Linked DNA regions of Sus scrofa: region 2 is linked to region 1. The links are chromatin contacts, called in public HiChIP or PLAC-seq maps. All regions are on one chromosome and are shown on one strand. The core of a region is the stretch at or near the end of the contact, and the rest is flanking DNA. Distances in the headings are between cores, read along the strand shown.

Region 1 (6,213 bases), core at 2,667-5,166:
TTCTCGACAAGGCTGGGCCAGCAATGGCTTGTTCTTTCAAGGTCTAGAGTGCACACAAGTAGTGTGTTGTATCCAGGGTAAGACAGTGGGCGGAGAGTCAGTCTTGACAGGTGTGTGGCACAGTCAGGGATTCCAGAGTGACCAGTGTATCAGTGGAAGATTTGGCTCCTCAAATTATGTGTCATTGATGTGACAAGAGTGTGTGCACTACATTTCATGGCAATCCCCGGATCCTGCTTCCAACCGGGTCTTCCCATCTCCTGCTCAGCTGTATAGAGATTTGGAGGCTACCACCGCTGCTGAGGGTGGTCAGTGCATTTGGCAGTTCACAGATCCCAGCATGTCCACATTTGGAATGGGCTCATTCTGTCCAGAGTGGATGGTGTGTCTGAAGTGGTTGGTTTGTTGGGTGTAATTAATCTGTTAGAGCTTCAGGGTGTCCATGGAAGTCCATTTGTCCAGGCCAACAGGGTCTGCACTGTTGGCATCTTCCTGGCATTTCCTAGATGCAATCCAGCATGTTTGGAAGGCAATGTGGTCTGAGGAACCCCGTGGTTGGTCTGGGTACAAGCGTGGGGCTTTTGTATGCCTCTCAGGGACAGGGGTTTCCGCTGCCTCCCAGATGGATCCCTTGACTTAACTGTTCAGTCTCTTAAACAGCTACCTCCTCTTCCAAAGAATGAGTTCCACTCCTGCCCTGTCCTAGATCTAGCCACCCACAGCAGGGCTATCTGACAGGAAGAAAACAGACTGCTTGCAGCTTATCCACACCCTGGCTGGGGCCTGAGGAGACCTGGGCAACAGGATTCCTTTCCCCTTCATCTTCTCCTATTCTCTGACTCTCTCCTAGCCCTGCCAGGGATCAAGGGAGTCCTCATCAGTGGCCTCAGCATACCTTTCTCTTAGCTCCTGGCATTGTTCATGGATTTACTCTTATTCATTGATTTGTTTACTTCTTAGTTCATGCATTCATTCAGCAAACACTTCTGATTTATTATTTAACATCTACTGTGTTCCAGGCATTACTATGGGTGTGGGCTGGAGCAGTTTATGAGACAGACAAGATCCTTATTCTCTTGGTGCTTATTTGCCAGTGGAGGAAACAGACTAAATCAGCAAATAAATGTCTCTATTAGATAATGATAAATGCTATGATGGAAATAAAATCAGGGCATATCCTTTTGACTGTGGTGGGGTGGGGGCATTGAGAGGGTGTAGTTGTTTGCTTTGGCACATAAGAATGTAAATTATTAAAATACCCCAGTAAGTGTGGTGGGGGCATGACAGTCTCTTGGCATCCACTTACTCCTTGTTCTTTCCTAAATAAACCACTTCCCAAGAGGTTGTATGTCTCAGTGAAGGCTGAGTGACCCGGCTCCAGCACTTGGCCCTGATTAATATCACTCAGTCATGGTAGCACCACCCCCTTACCAGTAATTGGTCCAAAAATCTGGGTATAATGTGATCATCATGTGGGGTTTTCCTGTCCTTAGGGTTTGGTTCAGAAGGCTTGTGATCCAGCCTGAAGCAGTGAGATGGGCAGGGGAGTTTTCCAGAAATGTCTGGGAAGTTTTCTACCCTTAATGGGAAGGTATAGGTTTCCTGGTGGCTCAGTGGGTTAAGGATCTAGCATTGTCATTGCTGTGGATTCTTGGCCCAGGAACTTAAGCATGCTGTGAGCGTGGCCGAAAAATAGGAAGAGATGGTCTGTCTCTCTTCTTAGAGGAGAACAAGGAAGCAAGAACACGTGGGCGTTCCTAGGAACTGGTCTGTGGTCATGAAGGAATGACACTTAGAGCTGAGTGTGGGGAAGGAGGCCATCTGGGTCTGGAGGATGTGAGTGACCCCTAAGCCAACCCACGTTGAATGTTTCCCCTCGAGGCCTTGTTATTCGTTTCTCTGCAGTCACAGCTTCTGTTCATGCACAGAGCCAGGCAGAAGGTCCCCTGCAGCCCTCAGCATGATGGAGGGTGATAGCTGACAACCTCCTCAGCTCCCTCGTCTCCACTGAGACCGCTCTGAGCATCCTATGTTCTCCAAGCAGGGAGGGTTTCCACTGAGCAGCGGAGGACATTAGGAAGCCACCCATGAGAAGAGTGTTTACAACTGAGGCAAAGCTCCTACTGTGGGATTTGTTCTGGCACATTTGACAATCAGAAAAAGGAGGCTGAGCGTGGCAGGGCCCTGGTTAGCAGATGGCAGCGGTTCTAGAATCAGGGAATCTGGCTAAGTCCTTTTCTTGTTGCTGGCAGTTTGGTCTTGAGCAAGTTCTTTAACACTTTTGAGTATCAGTTTCCTCATCTTTGAAATGGGCTTAATAATAGCACCCCGCCCTGTGACAGGCCTGCAAGGAGAATCAAATGAGCTGGTAAGTGGGAAATGCTGATGATGGCCCCTGGCCCAGAGGAGTTACTCTCTGATCTAGATTAGATTCGCTTACACTTGTTCAATTTGCCATGAATTTTACATCTTCTCAGGGTCATTGTCAGAATGAGCAGAATAAAATCACCCAGCTGAACCTTGGGACACTGAGAGCAAATCACCATGGGCAAACCCCAAGAACCACCACTAATAGTTCTTTACAGAGAGATAATCTGGATCCGTTTAGAGTTCTGGATGCCCCAGAATTCATCTCCTTGCCAGGAAATCTGGAAGCAGACCTTCAAAGATTGCACAGTGTAAGATAAAGTGCATCATCTGTGTGAGAACACATCGCTTTTCCTGTAGCTGAGTCTGCTGCAAACTATCAAAAGATAATCTGTCCAAAATCCAGAAAGATTGTGGCCTGCAATAAATGCTTTGGCCAATTTGTCCATCAAATGAAATGAAAAACCCACTACAGACATGTTATTGGGAGAAGCTGCAAGGCCTGATAGGCTTTCCTTGGAACACATAAGATTAATTACCAACGGGCCTTGTCACATGTATTGTGAGCTGCTTTGAAAGCTTCCTCTGGACCCTGCACTCTGAAGCATATTCCTACTCCATTACATCCAAAAAGAGTCTGAACTTGCCCTGACGTGCAGGTCATCAAACATACTGCCTCTTTGGGTCATCTTCAGCTTCCAAGGAAGCTACTGCAAAATCGCTGATGTTAATTGCACCGATGACTGTGCCGTGAGTCCAGAGCTTGCCCCCCAAGAGAGCAATTCCATCCAGAATGCTTTTAGCAGAGTGCTATCGAGACACTGGATTTAATAACGTGTATTCGTTTACAGCAACAAAGACCAAGAAAATGTGTTTCGACTTACCTGTCAGTAGTGATATTTCCGCTAGAGCTCCCTGTCAGAGAAGCCTAATAAAAAGATAGAAAAGGCACAACCTTGTAAATCAACTATACTTCAATAAAATTGAAAAAATAGAAACAGCTAAGTAATATTTATCTAGGGCAAGTAATATTTTTCTGACCTCTAGTAAGCTCTTAAAGTAATCAAACCTCTCCACATTTAGTCAAAAGCTATTTCATGACCATTTCTGTCTTCCATCATATACTAATTTTCTGTAATTATGTGCCATTAAAAATGAAATGAGGAGATAAAGAAAGATTCAACTCCTAGCTCTGGCACTTATTCATTCTTTGACCTTATTAATAATAATAGTAATAATGACAGTTAATATTTATGACAGCTTCCTAGGTCCAAAGCTTTATGCTTAGCACTTAACTTATAGCCATCTCATTTCATATTTGTGAAAAGGCTTTGGGAGGCAAATGTATTATCATTATGTTCTTTTTATAGCTGAGAAATAGAGACTTTAAAAGGCTGAGACACTTGTCCAGGGTCACACTCTTAGTAGATGACTAGGTTGCATTTACAACTGGGGCTGCCTGGCCTGGAGGATCATATAGTATATTCTGCCTCTGGGGCCTAATTTCCTCATCTCTATTTGTCTTGCTCTCCTAGGCAACTGGGGAGGCCAGAGCTTGGCCCAGACTGAGTTTGCAGACTAGGCGTGGGAGGGAGCAGGGCTGGCTCCCAGCTTCACTGCTGAGGGCATGGAGCAGAGTGAGCCAGGAGCCAGGGCTGCAACCATGGGGTGGGGGGTGGGGAGGCAGGGCAGGAAGCAGAGGGATGTCTGAAGTGCCCAATTCCAGTCTGGTGACCCAAAGTGGACGGAGGGTCAGCAGCAGAGATGCTGTAAGACTGAGCAAGCGTGATTGGGAGGCAGCCTGGAGAGCTTGCCAGGGTCAGGGAGACTGAAGCAATGGGAATTTATTACAGGGTGTCTAAGGTGGAGGGGGCTGCTGGGGTAGCGCTGCACTAGGTACCCACCATACTCCTGCCTCCTGTGCAACAGAGTCCATCATGACCTCTCTCTTAACGCATCTCCTGAAGGGTCATGAAATAGCCTCTGTGCCAGCACTTTGCACACTCTAAAGTAAGGATTCTTGTTACAAAGTGTTGACTGTGCCTGTGCACACCAGATAATGCCATTTGCAGCAATATGCGTGGACTTAGAGATTATCAATCTAAGTAAAGAAAGTCAGACTCTTGTCTATGGAATGGGTGGTCAACAGGGACCAGCTGTATAGCACAGGGAGCTCTACTCAATATTCTGTGATAGCCTATATGGGAAAGGAATCTGAAAAAGAATCGATACATGTATATGTATAACTGAATCACTTTGCTGTACACCTGAATCTAACACAACGTTGTAAATCAACTATGCTCCAAAAAATTTTTTTTAAAAAAGATAAGTATGTGCATTTAGACTAGGAGTAAAGTAGGAAGATAGTTTGGTTTTTTGGTTTTTTTTTTTTTTTACATAAAATTTATCAGGGTATAGTTGACACACAATGTTGTGTTAGTTTCAGGTGTACAATGAAACTTCCATTCTTTTTGGAAGATTGTTTTGACAAAGAGAGCAAGAATTTTCCAGTTTTATCATTGTTCTGAGGGAGAATATTTAAGTGAACCCAGAGAAGGACCAACACCATTGTAAATTAACACCCTAATGTGATGGTTTCTAGGTGATAACACATGGTGTGTTGACGAATTGGATCCAGGATTTAATGGATTTTGTTCTGCGGCTGCAGCTCAGGATCATTTGCTGCAAAGGGAATCTCCAGGGCTTGTGGGTACTCTGACTATCCTGAGCTGAGGGGCAGCCCGCAGCAGTGGGGAGGCTGGGGGTGGGGAGCTGCACTCAGAGGCAGGTGAGGAGACCTTGGAAGAATTTAATGCCCTTGACCTGTCGGGCGCAGGCTGGAGATGGACCGGGTGGGCCAGGAGAGGTGTAGAAGACGCGGCTGGGTTTCTTTTCCACCCTGCAGTCCCCAGAGCTGGAGTGAGCAGTGCTGGGAAGCAGCTGGTTTCATGCAGCAACCACAGGGCGCATGTCCAGCAGGGTGGCTGGCTGGCAGCAGGACTGAGACCCGAGGTGGGCAGGGGCACAGCTGTCACCTGGCACGGAGGCCTTGCAGGCGACAAACCAGAAGCAGAAAGCTGGAGGCCCTGTGGCTCCACCAACGCTGGAAAGAAGCTGTGCAAAGAAATTTCTCTGCTGGGAATGCCCTTGGCACCCACTGTACATCATTTAATTCAGGCCAAAAAAGAAACAGATGTCGCCATCGACCAGCCCTCTGTGTCAGAACCTGGCAGGAGATGCCAAGGACAGTCAGAAGAAACAGGTGAACCCAGCCTTTCAGTCTGTGGAGGAAATACTTAGCCAGAGTAAGACTTACCTTCCTCTCGGATGAATAGAGAGGAAAAACAGAGGAGCTAATGGGAAGATTCTGAAGCAGGAAAATGCAGAACCCACTCTTCAGGATGGAGAAAAAATGGACAAAGGGTTAAAAATAATGAAAAATGGATAGCTTAGGGGTAGAGAGTAGTGATGAAACAGAGATAATTGAGATTTCTAAAAAGAGACTGGAGTAAAAAGATGAGAATGACCTTCAAACATATAATAGAACAAAACTTTCCTAAGCTTTGGGAAACCTGATTATGTGGATGGAAATGGCTTATGTAGCATCTGCCTATAGCAGTGAAAAAAATATCCAGACACATCCTGGTTATTTTTAAAAAATCAAATACTTCCAAAGCATCCAGGGAGAAAATCTGGTGGCCTGCAAAAGGGGAAAATCATACTTCACTCTGATATCCTATCTACAATATTAAAGTTTAAAACAGCATGGATTATGGAAATCGATGGGGCAAAGATTTGGTATAAGAATGGTGCAAGCATCTATTCTAGCAAAATCTATCATCTATC
Region 2 (6,213 bases), core at 2,259-4,758, 700 kb before region 1:
GCGTTGTCCACTGAAAACCTAGTGAGTGAATGAATTAAGATGGGCTCGAATTCCATCCCTTTAAAGACCTGTCAACAGCGTGAGCATTCACTCATATTCATTAGGTAGCCTGGTAAGCAGAATCACAGAAGTTCTATACATCTATTTAAATATAAACTGCAGTTAAGACAAAATAAACACGCAATGAAAACCACACGGCTAAATATAACTCAGAGAGCAAGCATCTTTGCTTTTGGCTGGGAAGACAGCCAAGTGATATGTGTTTGGATTAAGTTTTTTAAAGGGAAAACAAATTAATTACTTAACAAATACAGTTTGCTAGACAAGATCGCTCAAAACGTGGGAGAAAAAGGATAAAGAATGGTTATTAGTGATTCAAGCAAAGACTATTTATTATTTAAAAGTTAGTTACTTTAGCACGAGGGGCAAATATTTGCCTTTTTATGTTAGCCTTAACCGTATTGATATATTTGAATAAAGATTAGGCTGCCAATTAATCAGTATTAGCCTCCAAGTTTTGCTTGAAGCTGGAATTAGCTTAAGTCACTAAACTCTGACGCAGAATCAAAAGTCTGCACCTTATCAAAATGCTCGAAAGGTTTAGGGGTTGCAGGATCGGTGGGGTTTTCAGGTACTGCATTTCTTTTCAGCCTTTCCACTAGCTGAGGGGGGTCACACTACTCAGTGACCCCACTGTTTGACTTTATCTTTGATGTTTCTGATATATTTGCGGAGAACAAATTTCCAGGTAGGGACTGCTTCCCTGAGATCTCTTGAAATACTGCTTCAAAGTTTGTTTTCTGGCAGTAGAATGGAGCACACCCATTTGGGGCTGGCACACTTTTATATTCAGGTCCCTTTCCCCTGGGGTCCAAAGAGGGAGGGTGGTGTCCAGTGAAGAAAGAAGGGAGGGATGAACCACAGGGCCCTTGCACCTACCGCTGTTCCTGCCTTACTGCACAGATCTGGAAACAGGGCGGTAGAGCTCAGGGGCCCCCTTGCTCCTGAGCAGGTTTCCATCTGCATCTCCCTTTTCAAACCAAAACCCAGTCCCCTCCAGTGAGGCTTCTTCAGACACGGGTCCTACAAGATATTAACAGGTGCTGCCCCCAAAAACGGGGTCCTGTGATTGAAGGCTGCTTGAAACAAATTTAAACAACTGCTTTTTTTCTCCTGCGAAAATCCTCAAGACATTTACTCTATTAATTTACATTGAAAAATCTCTAAGAGGAAAATAGGTACCCTTTAAAATGTTAGGATGTTTCATGATTTTAAACACGTATAGCAGGTGTTTTCCTTCTAAAGAGCTGATAGAGGAGTTCCCATCATGGCTCAGTGGTGACGAATCTGACTAATACCCATGAGGATGCGGGTTCGATCCCTGGCCTTGCTCAGTGGGTTAAGGATCCCGCATTTCTGTGGGCTGTGGTGTAGGTCCCAGACAAAGAGTTGATAGAGGTGCTGGTAAGAAGCAGTTTATTACAGCATACACCATGAGTGTCACAGTTGAGGAACCCAGGGATGCAGTTTTCATGAAATACGAGAGTTCCTTGCAGAGAGCTGGGAAGTCAAAGAAAAGGGGACCTGATTCCTACTTTTTTTTTTTTTTTGGTCTTTTTTTTTTGCTATTTCTTGGGCCGCTCCCTCGGCATATGGAGGTTCCCAGGCTAGGGGTCTAATCGGAGCTGTAGCTACTGGCCTACGCCAGAGCCACAGCAACGTGGGATCCGAGCCGCATCTGCAACCTACACCACAGCTCACGGCAACGCCGGATCATTAACCCACTGAGCAAGGGCAGGGACCGAACCTGCAACCTCATGGTTCCTAGTCGGATTTGTTAACCACTGCGCCACGACGGGAACTCCCTGATTCCTACTTTTAAGTGATCTTCTTCTTCAGCTCACCTCTCTGCCTGCTATTTGCTATTTCCACTGAATCCTACGTGTAACTTGGGGGCTGGGAGGGCTGGCCTCTGAATAAGTCGGGGCACACAGTGGAAGGAGGCGCAGGATCCAGAATCCTGAATCCAAGAGTGAATGGCTCCCAGCGTCCCACCCCCTCAGTCTCTCACCCTGGTCCAGGAGTGAGAGGTGTGTCCCGGGGGGCACTGAGTGTGGTCCTGAGAGAGCTGAGTCCCCTGGGGCTGGACAACCCAGGACAGTTGACTCAACCACACTCCGGTGAACAGAGAAAATCGGGCCACCAGGTCAATTGTGTGGGACCCAGGGGATTGATCAGAGACATTTTGATGGTGGCAGGTTGCCAAGAGAACAGGCTGGTCTGGGGACAGAAGAGGAAGGTGACGTTGTTTTTGGAAGTGTCCTACTCTTAGTTCAGAAAGCCCATCAGCTGAAAGGGGATGGCAGAATAAACAGCTGAGTCATCAGGGAAGAGGGGATGGAAAGAATGACCATGGGAAGTGGGGAAAGACAGTGGGCAATACCAGGCTTGTCCATGCACACAAGACACAGGGTCTAATGAAATTCTTTGTGTGACTTCACTACCCGGCACCTCCACAGCTTAGAGGATTCAGAAGAGAGCACTGTGCATGGATGTTTTTAGATAACCTCAAAGTCTGACTTTTATAAATGAGAATTTAGCACTTTGCCTTTGCAAAGCAATTAATAGTGTACGTGTTAGTTAATATCCCATTTTTGGTTCAAGAGCAATATTTTGTTACTTAAAAATTAATAGCAGTGTCACAAAGGGCTTATAAAAAGAGATGGATTACTCCAATAGGGCAATTCCATATAATGCTACGTTTTTATTTGCCATTACTTTAATTACTTAGATATTATTTTATGTGTTTTCATTATTTTAAAGTGCCTTGGGAGTATGAAAGATGTCTTACAGATAATGTATTCTGTTTTAGCCAGAACAGCCTAATCATAAGTAGCTGTAGATTAATGCATTTATCACTTAAAATTTCTTTTTAATGTTCTGTAAGCAAGTGGAATTGATGTCTCAGGAAAGACGGATACCTCTTAAGCCATGGAATTCTTCCTCAGAGAATACCTCTTCGTTAGATTAGGAATAGTCCCAGGAAAGGAAAAAAATAAAATAAAATAAATCAAACAATCAGTAGAAAGAGCTGTACAGAAACGTGACAAACGTTAGTTAAGCGCCTGCGCTGAGAAAATAGTGCGCAGGCTTCGGACACGGAATATCTGTTCTAAACTCAAGTGGGTCTTAAAACTCCACGTGCACAAATTCATCTCCATTTCCTCCTAGGTGAGCTGAGGTGACCTGTTTTTCTGCAGAGGTGGCCTGTGTGGTTTTCCTTCGGCGGGCAAACCCCAGAGATAAACGTGACTCACGGTCACGATCCCTCCACGAGGGTTTTTAAAAATAACCCAGAGCCGCTATTTTTAGCAAACCTGCCAGGCTGCAGGGCGGCGGGCTCCCCCTTCCACAGAAAGTAATTACCAATCTCTGATCCCTCAGGACAGGGAGATCACTAAAGTCCCCGATGCGGTAACAAACAAAAAAAGTAGGCTGTCCTCACCGTGGACCCAGCTCCGGAAACAAAGCCGGCCACCCACTCACCCCGCCGCCCCGCCCGCCCTGCAAGAGGCAGCTGACTCCAAAAGGATCAAATCCATCAGAGAAAAGCAAATAGGTCGAAACTTCTAAGAGGTGTTCTAAATAAGGGGGTCTGAAGCAAAACGTTCAAAAGCAGCTGCATCCTTTCTTTTCAAACAGGAGTTTCCCCCCTGACTTGAGCTCATTTGTTATTCAATTTCACTTCCCAGTCGGTGCTAAAGGTTTGAAAGCTTTTGGCAGGTTTCAGTGGAATAATTTAAGCGCTCTCATAGAAAAGACCAGAAGGGCAAATTATACAAATTCATTCTGAGTCAAACACAGTTTTACAAAATAAGAGAGTCTGTGGTTTGAGAGGAGAGCGTACTGACCAGTGGGCGGGCGTTTCGCAGGATGTCCTTTCCACAAAGACTTTTGGTCCAGTCGACAAACACCCTGGGCCGGACCATGTGCCCTGGCCGGACCTTAATCTCACACTTCGTATCAACTGAGTCATCCTCTCGACTGCGCATTTACCAATTTTCAGCAAAGTTCCTCCAGGCGTTACAGAGGCTACCCTTTTGGCAATGTTCTCTGGCTTGATACTTTGAAAATGATCCTAAGCCAGGTTACTACTTGGGAACGTTAATCCGTCTTCCCTAAACGGGACTCCTGATGACTACTTGTTTTTCTTATTGCATTTCACCCGTTTATTTTCTCTTTCCTTTTTTTTTTTTTTTCCTTTTTTTTTTTTTTTTTCTTTTTGGTCTGGCCTGTGACATGTGGAATTTCCCAGGCCAGGGATTGGACCCACACCGCAGCAGTGACCTGACCCCCATCAGTGACAATGCCAGATCCTTAAACTGCTAGGCTATCAGGGAACTCCCAGTTTTCTCTTTGTTTCTGATTGCTTCTCTATGCTGTTGTTTTTAGTTTTTGTTGTTTTGTAGAGAGTACATTCTCTACCAAGCCTTTCAAACAGGGTCTGTGAATGGTACATTTTCTGAGTTCTTACCCGTCTGAATGCTTATATTTGTTTCTCTTGGGAATGATAATTTCATTTGAAGTCTATATTCACAAGCTTTTTCTTTTTCTTTCTTTTTTTTTAGGGCCCTGTGGCATATGGAGGTTCCCAGGCTAGGGATTGAATCAGAGCTGCAGCTGCCAGCTTATGCCACAGCCACAGCAATGTGGGATCCAAGCCATGTCTGTGACCTATACCACAGCTCGTAGCAAAACCAGATCTTCAATCCTTAGAGCGAGGCCAGGGGTTGAACCTGGAGCTTCATTGGTGCCAGTCGTACTCTCAACCTGCTGAGCCACAACAGGAATTCCCACAAGCTTTTTCTGACAGAATTTTATTTTATTCTTAATTTTTTTGGCTGTGCCTGCAGTATGTGGAAGTTCCTGGGCCAGGGATCGAACCCAAGACACAGTAGCTGGTTGTCACAAGGTAGTGACAACACTGGATCCTTAACCTGCTGAGCCACTAGGGAACTCCTCCATCAGAATTTGAAAGATGTAACTTCACCATCTTCTCCCAGAAATATGAAATAGCTCTTTAATTTTTTCCCTGTGTACAATCTGCTTTTCCCTCAGGAAGACTGAGGACTCTCTCCTTGTCCTTGGTGTTCTGACATCTCATCTTTGTGTCACCACTATGTATGTGGCCTCTTTGATTTCTCCTGCTTTGGTCTTTTGGGTACTTTTGTTCAGAGGACTCATGTATTTCATTAACTTTTTGGAAATGTTTCTTTTTTTTTCATACTTTTTTTTAAATTTATTTTTTATTGGAGTATAGTTGATTTACAGTGCTGAGTCAAATTCTTCTGTACAGCACAGTAATCCGGTTTTATATATTTATATACACACATTCTCTTTCTCTTACCTTCTTTCATTCTTATTTTCTATCATGGTCTATCCCAAGAGATTGGGTGTAGTTCCCTGTGCTAAACGGTAGGACTCCATTGCTTATCTGTTCTGAATGTAATAGTTTGCATCTACTAACCCCAAACTCCCCATCTGTCACTCTTCTTTACCCCTTGCCCGTGGCAACCTCAAGTGCGTTCTCAATGTCTGTGGGTCTGTTTCTGTTTTGTAGATAGGTTCGTTTGCGCCGTGTTTTAGATTCCTCTTCTATTTTCTTTTGAAATATTTTATCCCACTTATCCACTTTGTTCTCCATTATGAAAATGTTTTGGCTAGATGTGGGAACTTATGAAATGATTTCCCATGTTCCTGACTTTTTTTTCATACTTTTCATGTCTTTTCAGGGAATTCCTTAGCTCAGTCTTCCATCTGACTAATTAGTTCCTCAGCTGTGCTCATTCTGCTATTTTTCTCATCTACTTTTTTTAAACTGCAGCCATCAAAGCTTAATTTTAAGACCTCCATTTGACTCACCAGATGTAACATCCGCTTCTACGTCCATGAGGATATTGATCAAATGTATTCTTTTTCGGGGGGTGGGGAAAGACTGCTGCCACGGCATGCAGGAGTTCCCAGGCCAGGAACTGACTCCAAGCCACAGCAGCAACAAATCCAGATCCTTAACCCACTGAGCCACCAGGTAACTCTCTGATCAAATGTATTCTTTTTTTTTTTTTTTTTTTTTGTCTTTTTGTCTTTAGTTGTTGTTGTTCTTGTTGTTGCTATTTCTTGGGCCGCTCCCGCGGCATATGGAGGTTCCCAGGC

Evidence for each region. HiChIP or PLAC-seq counts read pairs in DNA pulled down with a chosen protein or histone mark.
Region 2: a contact with region 1 is called in an H3K27ac HiChIP or PLAC-seq map of alveolar macrophages. The contact joins two enhancer-like sites. A contact is called at or near these places in 2 of 2 datasets of contacts at active chromatin or transcription factors (alveolar macrophages and skeletal muscle).

Annotation. Positions count from the first base shown.
Region 1 is chr13:9,827,829-9,834,041 of Sscrofa11.1, reverse strand. No RefSeq gene overlaps it. Among named protein-coding and RNA genes, the nearest start is that of UBE2E2, 170 kb to the left of the region's middle. Within about 2 kb of position 3,916, at least 8 of the 83 cell types and tissues checked have an H3K27ac peak or open chromatin away from gene starts, as enhancers often do. A contact at or near this core is called in alveolar macrophages, where this site is marked.
Region 2 is chr13:10,531,901-10,538,113 of Sscrofa11.1, reverse strand. No RefSeq gene overlaps it. Among named protein-coding and RNA genes, the nearest start is that of NKIRAS1, 180 kb to the left of the region's middle. Within about 2 kb of position 3,508, at least 33 of the 83 cell types and tissues checked have an H3K27ac peak or open chromatin away from gene starts, as enhancers often do. A contact at or near this core is called in alveolar macrophages, where this site is marked.